Regions from separate parts of the Gossypium hirsutum genome. Here region 1 is linked to region 2. Evidence: chromatin contacts called from public Hi-C data. All regions are on one chromosome and are shown on one strand. Each heading gives the region's core, a stretch centred on a gene start, on an enhancer-like site or on the middle of the called end of the contact. The rest is flanking DNA. Distances are from core to core; before and after follow the strand shown.

The links. Hi-C and Micro-C count contacts between places; a contact is called where the count stands out from the background.
Region 1: a Hi-C map of leaf shows a contact between it and region 2, with 1.7 times the contacts expected there. The contact joins the promoter of LOC121230723 here to the promoter of LOC107962134 in region 2. A contact is called at or near these places in 2 of 34 Hi-C or Micro-C datasets (both in leaf).

What each region holds. Positions count from the first base shown.
Region 1 is chrA06:120,624,792-120,627,491 of Gossypium_hirsutum_v2.1, forward strand. LOC121230723 (multiple inositol polyphosphate phosphatase 1) reads left to right here and starts at 1,376. Exons shown (of 12, transcript XM_041116034.1): 1 at 1,376-1,806; 2 at 1,924-2,011; 3 at 2,476-2,700. The coding sequence starts at 1,706. LOC121230722 (a long non-coding RNA gene) reads right to left here and starts at 308. Exons shown (of 2, transcript XR_005928861.1): 1 at 1-308.
Region 2 is chrA06:120,080,631-120,083,330 of Gossypium_hirsutum_v2.1, forward strand. It overlaps LOC107962134 (cation/H(+) antiporter 15), which reads left to right and starts at 1,349. Exons shown (of 3, transcript XM_041116028.1): 1 at 1,349-1,871; 2 at 1,989-2,700. The coding sequence starts at 1,638. It overlaps LOC107962135 (a long non-coding RNA gene), which reads left to right. Exons shown (of 2, transcript XR_001701522.2): 2 at 248-569.

The DNA.
Region 1 (2,700 bases), core at 126-2,625, 540 kb after region 2:
GGTTGAAGAAGGAGGGTTTTAGAAAGGTGAGGGGCAAAATTTGAAAATGGAAATAAAATCTTATTCCACCTTGGCTGAATTACCATTCAGTGGTGAGGGAAGGAAATGCCTATGCTGCCTTTTGCCGAAATAAGGCCTAGTCCATGCGGACCATAATAAGTCATTGTAATCAACCGAACATTAATTTAGTGGTGAGCCTACTGAATTCGGCTAGAATCCAGTCATAAACCCCCAATTAAACATGTAAAGAGTTTAAAACTCATAATTACTACCCTGATAATTATATCTGTGTATTGATTGCTTTTAGACACATGTTTGCCTTTGATTGATGTTTTTCAAAATACATTGTTTCTTTGTTACTGCCTTCGCTTAAAAGTGTTGCTTCAATTTCCCACCCAGGTAGTTATAAATACGGCTCTTTTGCGACTTTAAGGCCTTTGTCGTCATCGAAAACTTGCTTCTTCTTGTCTTTTTGTCCTCTCAATTTTTTCATTTTGTCTTACAAAATCATCGACGATCCTTCAAGATTGCAAAGAGAAATGCTTCAATGGAAAGTGAAAATCGGTTATGCATCACTACCACAGGGGAGATAACCATGTTGATGTACCGTGTCTCAAGCTGTATCATTATAAATATGAGTTCTTGTTTCCCTTAAGATCACACCAAATAAGTGAAGTTACAACCAATGGATGGGGCTTTTATCTCCCATTGCATCTATTTGAAGTGGGTTTTCATTTGCTCCATCATCCTTAGTTTTTAGAGATATTGCAATTGAAAAATATGACCCCTAAACAACTATAAAATGCTTCTTAACATATGTTATTATTGTATTTTTTAGATTATAAGGAACATTGAGAAGAATATTCTTCAATTAGCTTTAAAAATCTATTTACCCTTACTTGAAGGTTCTCTTGGAATAAGTCACTTCTGGTTGCAGGATAGTGTAATCTTGAGATGAACAAATTCCCCAAAAATGTTACCTTTTATCACCATAAATATATTATGGTAAAGAACAAGTTTGGAAGACTTTCCATTTCCCCTAAAGTAGATTTTTTTATTTGTAGGATTTTTCCTCTTCTATTCGATAAATACATTTCCAAGAATCAATTTCATCACCTAAGAACAGAGTAAGTGAAGTTTAACGAGTTGTAACCTCTAAATTAACTTTTGGTGGTTTTGTTTTAATAAGTCCATTGATGCAACCCCAAAATTGGTGGCTAGTTCTCTAAATAACTTAATTGTTATTTTAATCTATCAAATAACAAGTTAGGCTAGTGTTATTTTTCCCATAACTTTCCCAATGGTAGTAGTCTTTGTTAGTTCAAAGCTCAAACCCAATCTCCCATCATATTAATGGGATGGGCGGAAATGAAATAATTCGGATTAACGCAAGTGAGAATTCGAAACCCAAATTCTAAGAAAGGTAAAAAGACAAGCAAAGGAAAGCAGCCGCTGGCGCTGCGCCAGTTTAGGATAGCGATCTTAATCTAACACCGTGGAAAATATGGTCAACAATTATTTAACCCCAAAAGTAATCTAGATCAACGTGTAGTAATAACTCAGACGCTTCAATTCAGTACGCGGGTAGCATGGAATTGTTAATGGCGGTTTTCAACCCAAACCCAAAGCTTTCATTTTCAGTCTATTTATTAAAACCCTCCATTTTTCTTCCCAGTTAATTTTCAAAAAAGGGTCTCTGAAGAAAATGGCCATGGCAGCAATTTTGTTGCTGTTTTTAACGTTATTTTCAAATTCAAAAGCTGATCGAGATTTCGATGTTCGTCAACACCTCTCTACTGTAACAAGGTCTCGCTCTTCTTCACTATCTCATTGAATCGTAGTTTCATCATCTTTACAATTTTGAATCAGGTTTATATTATTATTTTAGTTTTTTTCTTATTTATTCCTTTTTTTTTGGAGCAGATATGGTGCTGTGAAAGATATTGTTGACAATTCGTTTATACCATCTGATATTCCTCAAGGCTGTACTCCTATCCACTTAAATCTTGTGGTAATTTTGTTTTATTTTCATGAAATTTGAGTTTTTAATTATTCGCGGCAGCTAGAAATGGTGTTGAGATTAAGTTAATATGGAGTAGATGTATATTTTGGATCTACATTTTATTGTTAGATGAAGTTTGTCTTTACAAAATTTAGCATAATTATTCTTTAATAATATGCCCCCACTGAACCAAATTTATGGAAGATTTACTACAAAGTTTGATTTTAGATGCATGGGAGAAGTAGGGTAAGTATTGTGCATTGTTTCCAATTGTTAGCTTATTGGATATCTTTAAGATTTGCTGTTGTTATATTCTGTGCAAAGCATAGCAGTTTTGAGATTGCTTCTTACTCATTGTGCTGCCTTTTAAGAGTCATTGTTTTGCTTGAGATTTCTAGCGTGGTTAGTTAGTACTTGTTGAATGTCTTGGGAGTACAAACAAAAGGGAAGTTAGTTTAAATATTTATTTTTAGGCAAGACATGGAACGCGTTCTCCTACAAAGAAGCGGGTGAGAGAGATGGAAAAGTTGGCTTCTCATATAAAGGAACTTATAGAAGATGCCAAACAGAGGAATTTGTCCTTACAAAAAGTCCCTGCTTGGTTTCATAACTGGGAGTCTCCTTGGAAAGGGAAACTGAAAGGTGGAGAGTTGGATATCAAAGGAGAAGAGGAATTGTATCAGCTTGGAATCAGGGTT
Region 2 (2,700 bases), core at 99-2,598:
CAGAAAATGAAAGAAAGAAAAAAAAGAAAAAGAACAAACCAAAACCTTTTAAAACTTCCGTTTTAGTTCTTTTCTGATTTTTAGTGTGTGTAAAAAGTTTTTGTAAAAAACAGAAAAAGAAGCTACAATGAGAAGGTTGTGGCTTTTAAAGCCAAGTTACAAGACTTTTCTTTTCTATTTTTTTTTTGTCTTTTTGCTCTTGTTTCTTCTACTACTTGTGTGTGCCTTTTTTGCTTGCGAGTTGCAGGTGGTTGTCAGAGGCGTGCGATGCAGGTGATAGGCGAGCCGAGTGGCGGTGGTGGCGCGCATGAGGGGCTAAGCGGCGGCTGCAATGCTAGGGTTCCTTCACTTCTTTTTTTCTGCTGAAAATGTTTTGGGTTAATAAGGCTAGGGTTTAGGTTATTTGGGCCTGTTGGGCTTGTTGGGTTTTGATTGGGCTATTGGGTTTAATATGTAAGTAGACATTAATTTTGGGCTATTTAATTATTTGTTTAGGTTTATTGTTTTTTTTTGTTTTGTTGACTTGGGCCAAAATTGGCTATTACAATACACTTTGAAGCTTTCGCTAATTTCTCATAAATTCATTTTTTTTATCCTTATGCACTGACAATGTCCCATAGATGTAGGAAGTTTTTTAACTATGGAGACTTTGTTCTGGTGTCCATCTCGTTTTTCTTATTAGTAGTTACTTTATTAGTTGCAACTAAGCAAATAGTTGATAAGAAAAAATCAAGTAACTTTCAAGTTATTACATTAGAAATAAAAATACTTATAAAACTTTAGAATCATATAAATCCATCTAAGATTGCTCGACCTAAACCAATACAAATCTAAAATAATCTGAGCACAAAATATTTGAATTTAAGAGGGTTTGAGAATAATAAAATTTAAGCCTGAAAAAGACCAAGCTCAAAAAATTCCCATCCTAAATTAATTTAAACCCAAAATAATGTAAATTTAAAGAAAACTCAATTTGAACCCATTCAAACATGTTTGCCACCACTCCTTTTTCCCATTTTGAAATGAAGAACAAATTTTAATGTAACTTTAATGGCTACAATATCTTACAAATTCCTCTATTTTAGAGATCATATCAATTTTTTATTTTTATTTGCAATTCAATTTCAAATAATAAAAAATTGGACTATAAAAGCTTCTAAAATATGAAGTTTAATAAAAATTAAATAATATTTTTAAATAGTAAAATGTGAATTCTATTAAAATTTGGTCTTATACAAGAATTAAATTAATGTTTTTAATAGTAAAAAACGTAATTTGATAAAATTCCAATAATAAAATTAGCTGGTAATTACTTTTTCCAAATTTAATCACCATTGAGATATTTTTTAAAATAAAAAGGATAAATGAGAGGGAGAGAAGTGATTAAAAGGGCTATTTTTCATCCTTATGTTGAACTATGGTTGAATAATTAGAAGAGATGAGTGATAGATTATGTTGAGCGAAAACCATTTATTTTAGTGACCTAGCTTGAAGGACAACCTCCCAATCAAAATTGTGGAATTCCAAAAAAAGAGGCTCACCATCCACTCCTACTTTTTGTACCTTTAGATTCTTGCTGCTTAGTTCCCATTTCTTTCTTCCATCGGATTCCTTGATCGAGAAGCAGCAATTGAAGCATGGAAGGGGGATTAACTCATGATGCAATCAAGATTGGTAAAAACCTGACCATTCTTTGCATAAACAACTCATTTAAGAAAATCCCAGCAAAGAGTATATGGCTCAGTGGTAACCCTCTCGTCAGCCCCACCACTCTTCTCATGTTTCAGCTCTCTAGCATTTCAACGGTCTCACTTCTCATCAATGTTTGTTTCAAGCCTTTAGGACAATCATCCTTAGTCTCGCAGATTTTTGTATGTTATTTTTCTTTTCAATTCTAACATTAAGTTACTTAAATGTATCATATACTTATTTACTTACATTTATAATTAACATCAGGTTCTAAACACTTGTGTTAACCAAAAACCCAGGGTGGAATGATATTTGGCCCATCAATTCTTGGCCACAGCCAAGACGTAGCCGACACCGTTTTCCCGATCCATAGCCGAGCTATAATGGATGTGTTCTCAGGATTCGGCATTATGTTCTTCTTCTTCGAAGTTGGAGTAAAGATTGACCCGTACCTGATGGTGTGTCCGGGACGAATGGCTGCAGTTATAGGCGCTTCGGCTCTCATCATTACGACGGGTCTTTCAATTGGACTTGCTGTTTTCTTAAAGACGTCCGTCACCATGAGTACCTCCCTCCAGAACTCGTTGATACTTGTAGCATCATCTCAATCTTTAACAGCTTTCCCTGTAATTTCTACACTGCTAGACGAGCTCAAGATTATAAACACTGATGTCGGTCGAATTGCTCTCTCTTCCTCCATGTTTTCCTTTTTAATCGGTTTTTCGACGACTTCGATTCTTTTCTCCATCAAACAAGCCAATTCCCATCATATTTACAGTTTTCTACCACCCTTTCTTTCCGTAGTTGCATTTGTAGCCACCAACTTTTTAATTCTTCGTCCCAAGTTAAAGAAGATGTTTACTCAAGCAGTGGGTCCAAAATCTATTGATGAGAAGACCATAGCATCTATATTCATCCTAGTCATGGTGTCGGCATTCATTAGCGAGGTAATCGGGCAGCATTACATCTTCGGACCATTACTTTTAGGCCTGGCTGTGCCTGATGGACCGC